Linked DNA regions of Mus musculus: region 2 is linked to region 1. Evidence: chromatin contacts called from public HiChIP or PLAC-seq data. All regions are on one chromosome and are shown on one strand. Each heading gives the region's core, a stretch centred on a gene start, on an enhancer-like site or on the middle of the called end of the contact. The rest is flanking DNA. Distances are from core to core; before and after follow the strand shown.

What was found. HiChIP or PLAC-seq counts read pairs in DNA pulled down with a chosen protein or histone mark.
Region 2: a FOXA1 HiChIP or PLAC-seq map of pancreatic cancer cells shows a contact between it and region 1. The contact joins the promoter of Fut2 here to the enhancer-like site in region 1. A contact is called at or near these places in 1 of 39 promoter capture datasets (hematopoietic stem and progenitor cells), 2 of 484 Hi-C or Micro-C datasets (centrocytes and embryonic stem cells), 1 of 115 datasets of contacts at active chromatin or transcription factors (pancreatic cancer cells) and 1 of 9 other capture datasets (embryonic stem cells).

What each region holds. Positions count from the first base shown.
Region 1 is chr7:45,308,666-45,316,140 of GRCm38.p6, forward strand. Trpm4 (transient receptor potential cation channel, subfamily M, member 4) reads right to left here. Exons shown (of 25, transcript NM_175130.4): 15 at 6,316-6,428; 16 at 5,930-6,007; 17 at 1,612-2,034; 18 at 433-565; 19 at 1-53. Among named protein-coding and RNA genes, the nearest start is that of Gm39006, 10 kb to the left of the region's middle. Within about 2 kb of position 5,061, at least 72 of the 459 cell types and tissues checked have an H3K27ac peak or open chromatin away from gene starts, as enhancers often do. A contact at or near this core is called in pancreatic cancer cells, where this site is marked.
Region 2 is chr7:45,664,898-45,671,933 of GRCm38.p6, forward strand. Fut2 (fucosyltransferase 2) reads right to left here and starts at 1,497. Exons shown (of 3, transcript NM_001271993.1): 1 at 1,301-1,497. Gm39008 (a long non-coding RNA gene) reads left to right here. Exons shown (of 5, transcript XR_882068.2): 3 at 6-1,519.

The DNA.
Region 1 (7,475 bases), core at 3,811-6,310:
TAAGCTACAAGCCACACGCAGAGGAAGAAGAGGAAGAAGAATACATCCTTCATCTAGAAGCAGAGGAAGATGTGGGTGAAATGACCCAGCCCTTTCCTCCCTGGCTCCGCCCCTTCCCAGAACGCCTACTCCAGCTGGCTACTCTCCCTGTCTTAGACACAGCATCCTCAAAGGCCTGTCCCTTCTTGTCCTGCCTGCCCACCTCAGAAGCCCTCCCCTCCACCCACCCCACCCCACCCCAGCCCCGGCCACCTTCAGGTCCACATCCTGCCACTAAAAGGCAAGGCCCTCCCTTTCAGACTCCACTCCCCCAACCCCTCCCCATGTCCTCTGTGGTCCCTCGAGATTCTGCCCTTCACCCCTGGCTCCACCCCCCTGCACTCCAGGTCCCATTCTCTCCCACCTTGCTCTGCCCCTCCTCCTCAGACTCACCATTTTGCTCACTATGACAATCTTGGGCCCCAGCTGCTTGTTCACCGTGAAGATGTGCAGCAGGCGCAGTGTGAAGATCATGAAGTCAAGGCAGAGGACGGTGCGTCCCAAGTCAAAGAGCCCAGGGGTCAGCCTGAGGAGTTGGGGGAGAGAGCACAGCTCAGATCCGGGGTGTCTCCTCAGACGAAGCTGAGGTCTCACAGGGCAGAGGCAGGGACCCTCTGATCAGCTTTCTCTGGACTGAGTATGGATGGATGGCCTTCTAAGAATCGTTTAGAATGTGCCATGCCGCGCGCCTGTTATCCAAGTTCTGGGGAGGCCAGGGAAGAAGGATCTCTGGGAATTCCAGACAGGCCTGCCAGGGCTACAGAGTGAGACCCTGTTTCCCCACAAAAGGGGAGGGATCCCCTAAAATATGGAGTGACGGTCAGGGGTGCATAAATGAAAACATTTACAGGCTGCAGACTGACAGAGGTTGTAAGTCTGATTTGATTGACAGCTTGAGGTTACAAAGCACCAGGTATTGCCTAGCATGTCCTCATGGGGGCGCTCACAGCTACCGCTCTCAGGCAGGCAGACAATGGGGCCAGCTATTTAGACAGAAATCCGCGGATGAAACTATCCACCCGGCCTTTGACCCCACCCACTTTACACCAGGGACGTGACTTGGTTTTATTCGGTTTTGTTTTTTGTTTTGCAATAACCTAAGTGTGGATCTGGAGGGCACGGGCTTAAAGGAGGACAAGCCAATTATACTGGATGTGACAGTGTTTCTTCCTCCCTAGATGCAATGATTTGTCAGCCCTTGGAAAAGGGTGCTTGATAAAATGTATCAAATATACCCTTGACAGTGGCTTTCCTGCAATCGGCAGGGCCGTGGCCCTGTCTTCTCAGACAACACATAACACTAAATAAAGGCTGGGACAAGCAGAAATATTAGTTTGCTAAGTCCACTTATCTCCCTTCTGTTTGGATAAATTATTCATACCAAGTTACTCTGTTTCAAACGCACATGGACTGGAGGAAATCTACCTCTTGGTATGCCAGCTGAGGATCGCTTCAGTAAAGGGGGACGTAGGTGACTCTCCATCACCCAGGGTACTCCACCACTGAGCCATAGCCACATCCTCTCACTGGGGGATTCTAGGCAGGGGCCCTGCCAGTCTCTTACTCACTCACCGGCAGCCTACGCCCAGCAGGAAGCAGGTGAGTGCCAGCAGGTCACATTGGTTCCAGGTATCTGAGAGGTAGAGGTGCAGCCGATGGCGCAGGGGAGCTCTGTCCGGACCACGTCCCCCACTGGCCAGGCTACCCCAGCCACCACCCAGGCCCTGGCGCAGCTCCTCGCACAGCAACGTGAAGGCCCAGAAGTACAGCAGCAGCTCGGAGACACTTGGCTTTGTGGGCTGGAAATCCACCAGCAACACGTGGGCAAACAGCAGCAGGAACAGCAGGTAACTGACCACATTACCCAGGAAGGCAGTCACTGGGGCACCCCAGAAGTCCGACCAGCGCTTGGAGAACTTGCCACAGCAGAGGGCACGTCCTGGCCGTCGCCGCTGCCGCCTCTCAAGGGCCACCTTTGCAGAGGGTTCTACAGTCCTGCAAGACAGCGAGCTTCAGGGACCAATGAGCCTGGACTGGCTGCCCATCTTGCAGTCTAACTTCTACACTGTCCCACTTTGGACTCTGGGAACCTGAAGACCCAGTCAATCCCACGTTTGAGATTGAGGCAGGAGAACTGCCTCAAGTTTCAGGCCAGCCTGATACATAGAGTGAGGGAAGAAGGAACATAAAACATGGAATGAGGATTCATTACACTTCGAGAGATGAGGCAGGAGGATTGCTAGGTGTTTGATGCTAGCCTGAGCTTTGTGAAGAAACACAACAAACATCAAAGAAAGAAACAAAACTGAGCATAAACCCAGCATGGTTTGTCCCAGCAGAGGCAAAGGATCCCGGCGAGGCAGTGCTGTCTACCTAGTCAGCTCCAAGCCATCCAAGGATATAGAAAGAAACCTTATGCAAAACAAACAAAAAACAATCCACACAACAACAACAAACCACTGAGCACAATAGCTGTCTTTAAAACTGACCAGAAACATGCAGAATGTTGCAGGAGCCTTGGAGTGCTTTAGATCTTAAACCACATGAAAAGGTGGGGGCGTGTGAGCTTTGCTGGGGTCCATCTACTTCCTCCTGGTCAAAAAACTAGAATGTGAGCTGTATTGAGGGGGACCCGGTAGGTGTCCATGCAGGCCGTGACCCGCAAACTGATGAGATTGAAAAGCCAGTGTGGGCTGATTGTTGATGCGAAGAGTTTAATGCTAGGGCCACTGTCAGCATATTTAAAACACAGTCCATAGCCGGGCAGTGGTGGCGCACATCTTTAATCCTAGCACTTGGGAGGCAGGCAGATTTCTGAGTTCGAGGCCAACCTGGTCTACTAAGTGAGTTCCAGGACAGCCAGGGCTACACAGAGAAACCCTGTCTCGAAAAACCAAAAAAACACAACAACAACAAAAACAGAACAAACAAACAAAAGAAAAACACAGTCCAATCTGGGAAAAGGTTTCCAGGCAACAATCAGTTCCTAAGTTCAATTCCAGGTGCACAGTAAGCTTACTGTGTGACACCTAGAAATGCTTTTATGAAATACATGTGACCAGGAGGCCAGGTCCTATAGCTAAAAGGCCTAGAATGTAGTGTGGTCTCTGACTAATAGCATAGAGGTCAGTGGCCATGAAGTACATTCGACCTCTCCCCCAAAGCATGGGCAATGGTCTAGGAAGAGAGAGTCTGGGATAGGCAGTCTGGGGGATTTGGGTGAGGTCTGCCTCCACAGAGAGCAGAAAGGTCACCAGGTTATTTACAAAATCCATTCCCAGGCATCTGGGCAGAAAAACAGGAATTTTCTCTCCTCCACTGAGAAGAGGGCCCCCGTGTGTATAACATTCCTAGCTTCCCTGATGATCTGTGGGTGTCAGGACCCTTGTGCTCCCAACGATCTTCATCTGGCCTTGCATGGAGACAGGACATTCTAAACTACTCCAAACATCACATAGCATCGTTGCCTCCTCTTATGACCCAGGAAGGAGGAGACTCAGCAAACACAGGCGTCTGCCACATGACCTTGGTCGCCAAGGTGAAAGGAGGGAACCGGCTTCTACAACTTGTCCTCTGGACTCCACACCCTTGCGGGCAGCATACACACCCTCAAAAAACAATGTACAAATAACAAAATAAAATCTAATTTAGAAAAACTTTAAGGGGCTGAAGAATTGATCCAGCAGTTCTGAGCACTGGATCGGGTTTGACTCTGTCACTGGGAATTCCTAGAAAGACACTGTCTGCAGAGGCTGATCAACTGATAAAGACTTCAGAGACTGCAGAACCTGGTTGTTAGTATCAGATAGTCTAATTTCTTTTGAGCTATCTTTACTATCAGATAGTTTATTTTCTTTTGAGCTCTCTTTAACCTCCAGCCTACCTCAGTCTCATAGCTAACATCTTGATAAACAGATACAAATTTTTGCAATGTACTAATGTCACAAAACCCTAAAGACACCTAAGAATGCAGTAAGATAGGATCTGAGCCCAAGGCTGCGATTCTCCTGCCTGCCCTGTCTGCTCACTTAATATTTCTACCACTGTATTTTTAAGTGCTTTGATTTATAACTTTCTTTGTTCTGTTACTATAAAAACTCCATGAAACAGTTTCCACGTTGGGACATAGAACTAACTTAGCCCCGTGTTTCCACACTTAGGTCACTCACATCTGGCTCGAGAATAAGCTGTCTCTTATTCCGTTTGGCAGCTGTGGGGGTTGGTTGGTTGGTTTGTCATGGTGTGTGTGTGTGTGTGTGTGTGTGTGTGTGTGTGTGTGTGTGTGTGTGTGTGTGACAATTCCCAGTCCTGGTCTCAGAGGGCAACCACATGCATAGACCCTACAACACACAAATCCACATGTACACACATAATTAAAAATAAAATCTTTTAAAGTGTCTAAAGGGTTAAACCAGCACAGCTTGCCAGTCACTTGTCCCAGAGTCTTTCTCTGCCCCAGGGAGTCTGAGTCACTTGAAGGAGAGGGAAAGATTAATTATCTCCTAAATGATACAATACGATACAGTTTACTTTTGTTTCCCTGGAGACCGCAATCCTACTCCTCCACATGCAACCTGCCCGATTTTCTGACTCCTAACTCAGAAAAACAATCTTTCCTTCTCCGTTTCTTTGTCTTTGTTTGTTTTGGATTCTTCCCAAAGCCTAGACTTAATTTCCTTGGTGCTCTGGGCCACCCGTCCCTTCTCACCAGCATGCTACTGTTTTCTAACCTCCCCAGCAAAAGGAGTGGCTTCCTCCCTTCCTCTTCATAGTCGCCTGCTCTGTTCCTTTTCTCTCAGCATCTAATAAAAGGGTCCCAAGCTTCCTTCTGAGTCCATTTCAAAATCGTTTTATCAGCCAGACTAAGACGTGAGAGGTTGGGGTTTGATGTCTCCTTCAGTCGTTTTCACTCTTATTTTTAAACACAGGACTTGCTGATTCGGCTATCCCGACTGGCCCACAACACCCCAGGGACCCTTCCTTCTCTGTCTAGCAGCACTAGTGCAGGCATGCGTTGCCACACCTTAGATTTTATTACAGAGGCTGGGAGTCTGAACTCAGCTCTTTATGCTTGTGCGCTAGGCACCTAACTGGCTGACTCCCCGAGGTTTCCTGTAGGTTTTGTGTTGTTTGGCCTGGGATGGAACCTAGGGCTATGAGGAGCTTAGACAAATACTTAGCAACTATACGTATTGAGCCTGGTCTTTAAAAGATCTCCATGGGGACTGCAACATAGTGACAGGGCAAGAGCCCCAGGGACAGAAACATAATAGAAAAGTGAATAAATACTAAGTAACCAACAGCAAGGGAGCGCAGGTCGCCCAACCCAAACTAAGTTCTTGTGATGACATCATCCTTCTGCCCCTGGCGCTCTGCACTCCAATGGGTGAACTAAGAAAGGTGGAAGTCAGGAGCATTTAAGAATTGTTTCTCCAGGGCTGGAGAGAGGCCCAGCAGTTAAGAGCACTGACTGTGCTTCCAGAGGTCCTGGGTTCAATTCCCAGCAACCACATGGTGGCTCACAACCATCTGTAATGGGATCCGATGCCCTCTTCTAGTGTGTGTCTGAAGACAACTACAGTGTAGTTATATCCTAGAAAAAGAATTGTTTCTCTCTTGAACTCAGGTCCTTCCACTTGAGTAGATTTACCTGCAGAGCCATCTCGTTGGCTCCAAGGACCAAATTTTAAGTCAGTCCTTGAGCATGGCCTTCTAGAACTTACCTCGGCATCTTCTGTGGTTCAGTGAGACCAGCAACTCCTAAAAGCCCATTGCTCCCCTAGTTCAGGACTTGCTACAGTGCCTGATGGAAGTGGGAGTTGGCAAGATCCTGAAACTGTCCATGATGGCGCCCTCCCCCCTCCTCCCACAATGCTGGACTGTCACTCACCCAGGAGGACCTGCTCCATTGATGCTGCTGTCCATATCAAAGTCAAGATCCTTCTGTGTGGGCTCCTCCTCTGACTTCCTGCCGTGAGGGGCAGGACACAGAGTAAGAAATAGAGGGGTTCTTGAGAAAGACCCAAACTTAGTTTACCACAAACAGTGCAGAGAGATAAGGGAGTTGCCCTCCTCCAGAGCCATGGCCTAAAAAGTAGAGAAATCGCATAGAGAGATAACGCAAAGGCAGGACAACAACCCCCACCTTCCAGAACATTCCCTCCAGAGAAGGGAAAGAGTGCCCTTCTCAGGGAAGAGACATGCCAGGTGGCTAAGTAAGAGGGCAGAGAGAAATGAGCAGGAGAGAGGGACAGAGCCTGGAGCCAAGGCACTGACCTGAAGACGATAAGGTTGGTGTAGATGAGAGGCGGGCAGAAGAAGGCGAGAAGCAGGGCCCAGATGGGAGTTGTGCTGTCCATCTCCCCCCACCACTTCTGTGTCAGAAGAGACTGTGGAATGTGAGAACATTAGAGACCCTGACAAGGGCTGGAGTCTGCCACCAGGGCACAGAGCAAGTGTCCATATGGGGTCTCAACTGTTAGAGCATGGGACACAGTCGTCAGAGGCAGCCTCCTCAGGTTCAGCCAGGAAAACGAAACAGCCAATTTTTCTTTCACTGTGTGTGGGTGTTTCGCCTGCCGGCATGTCTGTGCACCATTGTGGGGGCTAAGATTATGTTTTAAGTTTAAATTATTGTGCTTAAAAGATCTATAAAACAAAAGTGTTCCAAATTCAGCTCAAAAACTGTGGTAGTAATCCTATTCTCACCCCGTGGGATTAACGCCATGGCGTGCCTGGTGCCCAGATAGGTAAGAAGAGGGCACCAGAGCCCATAGAAGGAGTTACAGATGGCTGTGAGCTGCCTTATGGGCGGTAGGAATCTAAACTTTCTCTGCAGGAGCAGCCTGTGCCCTTAACCAGTGAACCATTCATTCCTGCAGGCGCAGAGCAGCCAACATTTATTGACATCATAGGGCAGGTGCTGTGCCAAGCACTCTGCATTGACCAAATCACTTAACCCAAAAGGGCGAGTATTTTCTCCTTCTCACACATACAAGATTGACTAAAAACAGATCGACACAGGGAAATCAGCAGAGCTGCCCACTCACAACTGTCTGCCACTCCAGATCCAGGTGATCTCACACTCTCACATGCAGGCAAAACACCAATGCACATTAAAAAAAAAAAAAAAGTAGAAAGAGGGCTAGTGAGATGGCTCAGTGGGTAAGAGCACTGACTGCTCTTCCAAAGGTCCTAAGTTCAAATCCCAGCAGCCACATGGTGGCTCACAACCACCCCTAATGAGATCTGACGGATCTGACGCCCTCTTCTGGTGCATCTGAAGACAGCTACAGTGTACTTATGTATAATAATAAATAAATCTTAAAAAAAAAATTAGCCGGGCAGTGATGACGCATGCCTTTAATCCCAGCACTTGGGAGGCAGAGGCAGGCGGATTTCTGAGTTCGAGGCCAGCCTGGTCTACAAAGTGAGTT
Region 2 (7,036 bases), core at 247-2,746, 350 kb after region 1:
TATAGGAGCACAATGCTGACACCCGGAGCTGCTCGGGGACTACAGACTCATGTTCAGTCGCCTTTGCCGTCTTCTCAGGGGACAGCAGACTGCCGCTAAGGAAGGGAGCCAGATTCACATCACTTGTGATCCAAAGGCTAGGTAGGCACTTGGGTGAGTTTGGGAAGACCAAGGACTGTGGGAGGACTGGAAGCTGAAGCCATGGAGGACTGTAGAGCAGCAGTTTGGCTCCAGTCCAAGGCTGAGGAGGCAATGGGAGGAGCTTAGACTCTCTCTTTGATCTCTGTGGTCAGGAAGATCAATTACCATGTGCCTAGCCTCAGTTTACCTTCTGTTGGAGGGGTGCGGTATGCTGGAAAGAGGTCCCAGCTTTGAAGGAAGAATCCTTCTCCAGTTCCCTAGAAGCAGAGAGAGAAGCTCTCTCGATGTAGTCCAGGCTGATACCTAACTTAGCAATGCTCCTGCCTCAGCGTCTTGAATACTAGTATGACAAGCATAAGCCGCTGCACTCACCTCTTTCTAGCCTGTGTCCTCAGAACTGCCTTTTCCACCCAGAGCGCCCTGCCCCCAGCATCCCCTCCACATCAGCTCAGAGACAGGAGCCAGGTACATGGCTGGCTCCACCCCATCAGTGCCATTCCTGTGACTGGCACCGCTTTCTTCCTGTTCTGTCCCTGTGCCAAGGAACACTGGCATTAGGAGTCTCAGGGCAGTTTATCAGAGTAGCTGCCACATTGAAATCTCCAACAGAGGATCGGGATCCTCCCCCCCCCCTGCCCCCCATGACAGCTGCAGGTTTCTGAGGGCCCCCTAGGCTGATATGGAAGCCAAGGATACGGGAACAGGAAAATCCGGTTACATCCAGCCCAATTCTGCCTTTCATCTACTCTTGTTACTGGAATCAGTAGCAGGGAGAGAGCTGAGGATCTGAGAGGTGAAGCGGAGATTGGGGTTAAGAGGTCAACCAGCAGGGCAGGATGGTAGTCGGTGTGCAGGGAGTAGGGCTATGGGGGTGCTGGGCGAACACAGGGCTGGTGAGCCGGGAGCTTGGGAGACCCAGGGACTGGAAAAACTAAGGTCTGGGATCCCGGGATCTGGAGGACTCAGGACCTGAAGGAACTAGCTGGGGACTTGAGGCTGGGACTCCAGAGTCTGGGAGAACCAGGGTCTCTTCTCAGCAATGGCATCTCCTTCCAGAGAGCCCTGGGGTGGGGTCAGAGACCAATGCATCCAGTTCCTGGATCCCTAGGGCTCGTCAGGATTCAGGGGACCTGCCCCCAACCTCCTCACCTGTACTCACCTCTTCTGGCTGTGGTAACAGGGAAATGACCTAGGAATGGACGAACCGCAGCGTGGCTCTGCGGACTGGACGGCAGTGTGTATCTTCCAGCTTGGCTCTTCGTTCAGGACCAAGGAAACTTCCTGAGTTTAACCACAGCCCTGGATAGAAACTCCACCCAGGGTGTACCTGCTGACATCCTAGAACCAGAGAGGCTGGACCCGGAGGAGGCAGTCAAAGGTTAGCTTCCTCTCAGGTGCCTGCTGGGATGATAGCCAGGAGGGGCAGTTTGAAGAAATTGACACAGTCCAGCCCTGCCTTCTCCTGCAGATTCCCAAGAGCCTCAACCTCTGTCAACAACAACAACAACAACACTTTTTTGGATTTTTATGCATGCGTGCACGTGTGTGTGTGTGTGTGTGTGTGTGTGTGTGGCTGTCTACCCTGTTAGCAGGTGCTTTTCAACTTAAAAAAGGAAAAAAGAGCACACGTGTGGAGTCCTGAGGACTACTCTACTTTTGGATGTCCTCATATTCCGACCTGGTCGGAGTCTCCTCTGTGGCTGCCATGTTGTGTATCTCAAGCTGGGTGACTTGAGGGCTTTTGTTGCATGGCGCTCCTCTCTCTGTCCCCCCTCACTGCAGGAGAGCTAGTATTACAGCATCACGACTTCAGGTTTGGGAGGTAGGTGCTTTCATCTGCGAAGCCATCTTACTGACTCTCTTCTTCACCTTCTTTTGTGCATGTGCGGGGAATTGAACTCGGGTCCTCAGGCCCACACAGCACACATTCCAACTCTTCGGTTCTTTGGTTCTGAAGCTTTTCTTTCTTTCTTTTTTTTTTTTTTTAAAGAAATATTTTATTTTTATTTATGTGTGTAGCCTCTGTGGGCTGAGTCATTCCCTCACCCCTGGGCTTTCCTTGGTCTGGGTATTGAACTCTGGTCCACATGCTTGCTCAGCACAGCTTCACCAAATGAGTGAACTTGAGAGCCAACAGTATACAAAGATTCTTTTTTCCCCTTCCCTTTTGGTATGTAGGAAATTGAGTACAGGCCTCATGAACCATACACTCACCCCCTATGGCTGACTCTCTTTAGCTCTGAGACAGGGTCTCACTATGTAGCCCTGGTTTGCCTGGAACTTATGTAACCCTGGATGGCCTTGAAATCAAAGATCTACCTGTTTCTGCCTCTCAAGTACTAAGATGAATATAGTGTGCATCCCTAATACTATGCACGCTTAATAGATCTATGTGCACAGGAGAAAGCCAAGTACAGAGAGGGAAAGTAACTCCCTTGAAGTCACACAGCCATCTGAAGCCAGGCAAGCTGAGGCTTGGCCAAGGCCACACAAAAAACAGTTCTTGTCACTTCTGTTCACGTTCTGTTATTGTTTGTTTTGTGTGTTTGCTTGTTTGTTTTGAGACAGGGTCTCTCTAGAGCCCTGCCTGTGCCAGAACTCATTATGTATGTAGGCCAGACTGATCTCAAACTCCCAGCGATCCATTTGCCTCCTGAGTGCTAGCATTAAAGAAGTGCCACCAATATTAGGATAAAGTGACAAAAAGGGTACCTTTCCTCTGCTCTGGGAGAGCAAAAGGCCAATTTGGAGTGGGGACATGAGAGAGAGAGACAGATACTGAGAGAGACATAGAGAACTAACAGAGAGAGAGAGAGAGCGCGTGCGCGCGCGCACGCGCGCGCCTTTAGAGGGGCGCTGTTGCTATGCAACTCTCAGCGCTCTAATACTGGAGATGTGCTGCACCTGTCTTTGGCAGGCAATGGCGATGACATAAGCTGCTGCCAATGAGTTACTCAAAACCAGGCTGGCAGGCTGCCGAACTTACAACAGCCACACCCAGCAATTTTTTTACTATTTGCAATTTTTATTTTTGCTACAAGGGATTGAATGGTACACCATTTGTGCTGATTGGTTGTATCACCACCAAGTTACCACCCCCAATTCTAGTTTGTTTCTTCCTTCCTTCCTTCCTTCCTTCCTTCCTTCCTTCCTTCCTTCCTTCCTTTCTTTCTTAAACTTCTGTCCACCAAGGTATAATGAATGGCCCAGGCCTGTAAGCACAGACTCAGGTGGCAGGTGCAGTAAGACACACCAAATTTGAGGCTAGCCTTCCATACTGAGTTCCAGGCAAACCAGGGCTACAGAGGGAGGCCCTGTCTCAAAACCCCATGATCCTGTGATGGAGAGATGGCTCAGCAGTTGAGAGTTCTTTCTGCTTATGCACAGGGCCTGTGTGCACTTTCCAGTGTGTATTTTGGGTGTTGGAGTGGGCAAGGGCAGCCTCAGATTTAACTGCAACTCTAGCTCCATACAATTGAACAAATGTTAAAACAACAAAAACCTAGCCCAGCAATGATGGCTCCCGCCTTTATCCCCAGCAGTGATGGCACCCGCCTTTTTATCCCCAGCAGTGATGGCACCCGCCTTTTTATCTCCAGCAGTGATGGCACCCGCCTTTTTATCCCCAGCAGTGATGGCACCCGCCTTTTTATCCCCAGCAGTGATGGCTCCCGCCTTTATCCCCAGCACTGGGGAAGCAGACCCAGGAGGAGCTCTAGGTTTGAGGCAAGTTCTAGGAATTCCTAGCAAGTTCCTACAGCTAGGAATACACAAAGAAACCCTATCTCAAAAAAATAAAAAGAAATGAAACAAAATTAATTAATTAACACCAAACTCAAAGCAAAAAATCAAAAACAAAACAAAAACAAAAACAAAACTCCCAGGAACAAATGCAATAATATATAAGTATAAAATTATTTTAGACGGTAACCTAAACAATTAATTTTAAAAAATTTCTGGAGGGCCTGAAAAGATGGCTCGGGGGATTAAGAACATGACCACAGTTCAGTAACCAGCTTTTACATTGGGCTGCTCACAACTGGAACTCAGGATACAGAGGATCTGGTGCCCTCTGCTGGTCTTCACAGGCACCTGCACTCATGTGTACATAACATACACACAAACATATGTACGTGTAATTTAAAATAATAAAAATAGGGATTGGAGAGCAATACGTGCACTTACGGCTCTTATGGAGGACCAGGGTTCAGTTCCGAGCACCGACTTCAGGTGGTTCACACCGCTCCGTAGCTCCAGCTTCAGGGGAATCCAACTCCTCACCCCTCTATGTGTGTGCGCTCAGGTGCACATAGCCACAGCAGGCACATAGTTAAAAATCATAAAAATTAATGTTTTGAAAGTATGGCCTGGGGAGATAGCTCAGTTGGTAAAGCATTCACTGCACAGACATGCAGGTCTGAGTTCAGTCCTCAGCACCCACACAAAGGCCAGGCATGGCAGTGTGTGCCTGCAGTCCTAGTGCGGGGGATACAGAATCAGAGAGATGCTTGGGCCTCAATGGCCAGCTGTGTAGCCTAACTGGCTTCTGAGGGCCTGCCCCAGCTGGAATGGGTGGGAGTGAAACACAGCATCCGATGCAGGCCAAAAGACTGATGATCTCTGGCCCTGCAACTGTCTCTAGTTGTGTAGGATGCTAGTATGTGATGGCTCATGGAGACACAACACTCTCTTGCTGCTTCTGTGGCTGAAAACTGCTAACTTTTTAAATTTTTACCTTTCTGTGCTTTATTTTTACTTTATAAATCTCTGTGCTTTCTTAGATGCTGAAAACGTAACTCTTTATTAACTCCAACTCTTTATGTTTTATTTTACTTTATGAATCTCTGTAATTTATTCAATGCTGTATCTTTATTTTATAACTATTACTGTTCTGTGAATTATTAAGTGTTAGGGAAACTTAACTCTTTATCTCTCTTATCTACTTTATAGTTCTCCGTGTTTGAATAAGGGCTGGAAAACGTAACTCTTAATTACTTTATAATCCTCTGGCAGCTAACATATGCTATATAGTGTCAGATAATTCAGTAAGGGATATTGCTACGGCTCCCACTCTTGTCCGGAAACCTCACCTCTCACTGACCGGGAAAGAGGGAGGCTTGGAGCAACTAACTTTTAGTGAACCGGGAAAAGAAAGTCACTCCCACAGAAGAAAAAACTTTTACACAAGCAAATACGCATAGACACACATACCTTTTTACACACTAACTCCTTCACATTTCTGTGGGGCCCAACCATGGGTGTCGTCCATTCCACAAGTATTCAGGCATACTTATGTACTCACACCTACACACACATTTTGTGGCTGGAGCAAAGACCCCCATGAGCAGGTTTCATTGTGCACTCTCCAGTGCAGGGAGAACTCACTCATTCTGGATGAAAAATCAGCTCCAGCCTTTATTACTCAGAGAAAGGAAAAAACTCTTTTTATTAAGTGTGAAAAAGCCCTGTCTTGTCAGGATCAGCTATTAAGAGAAATCCTGTCTTGTGGTAAGAAGAACCCTGCCTGCTCTCTGCTCTCTCTCTCTCTCTCTCTACTAGCTCTCTCTTCCCCCTCTCTCTGCTCTCTATGTTCTGCTCTCACTGTTCTCTCTCTCTCTCTCTCTCTCTCTCTCTCTCTCTCTCTCTCTCTCTCTCTCTCTCTCCCTCCCTCTCCCTCCCCTCCCCTCCCCTCTCTGTTCTCTCTGTCTTCATTCCTGGTTCTTGTATTTTCTCAGGATATATGATCACATGGTAATCTAAGAATCTTTTTTCAAAAGTTCACAACAGGTTCAAACAAATTCAAATCATATGAATAAAGAATGACAACAGAGATGTAATGTTCACATGTGTGATGCAATGTTCACATGTGTGATGCAATGTTCACATGTGTTTCCACTAAGACTAGCTATCTAACCAAGCATTCATTAGCTCCCAGGTTCATTACAAGTTAAAAATGGTAACTCTTAAGTCTAAGTTAGCACTGTTTTGTCAAGAGGCAAACCATCTGCCTGTGCCTCACCAGTGTTTGATGTTTTGTATAGATAAATCCAGTCAATATTTAATCTCCTGTCCTGGCACCTACAGTAAATCATTCCTTCCCTTTTACAAACTTTAGTTATCAGATAATGGTTTCACAGTTCGCCTAGAAGGAATGCTTCATCAGAGTCCATTAGACTCTTCCTTTCTAGCTAAGTGCAACTAACTTGTGACACATGAAGTTTTGCAAGGCCCTTTCATTGCTGCCCTTTCTAGAAAGGGTTCGATCATTACTAGTATAAACTTAGGGATTCTATAGAGTCATTAGTAGGAATTGAGAAATCATCTAATTCTCTATATAGCATTACTACAAGACAGTACACCCTTGGTGATCTGCAGAAAATATGTCCAATAGGCCCAGGGATCATTATATTAATTTTATAAGGACAGGAAAGGCATATTATCTGCTAGCATCAATCCTGATATGGGATTTCTGAAAGCTTTACAATTCAGAATTATCCATTCCAGGCCATGCAATGGGATATGTCATCTCCAGAATGTCACTTGGATTTCCTAGATGACTCCTGACACTGGCCATTGCTGTGAAAAACACCAGGACTAAAAGCAAACCTGGTGAGGAAGGAGTATGTTTCACCTAACAGCTTATATTTAGTCCATTATCCAGGGACGTTTTGGCAGTAACTCAAGGCAGGAACTGAAGCAGAGGCCACGGAGGAGTGCTGCTTACTATCTTGCTCCCTGCTTTCTTGTGCCCTCCATAAGTGTCACCACCACCCCAAGGATCTGGGCCCTCTTACACCAATCTCTAATTAAGAAAATGCACTACAGGCTTGCCCACAGGCTAATCTTGGGCGGGGCACATTTTCCCAATTGAGGTTCAGTCTTCCAAAATTACTCT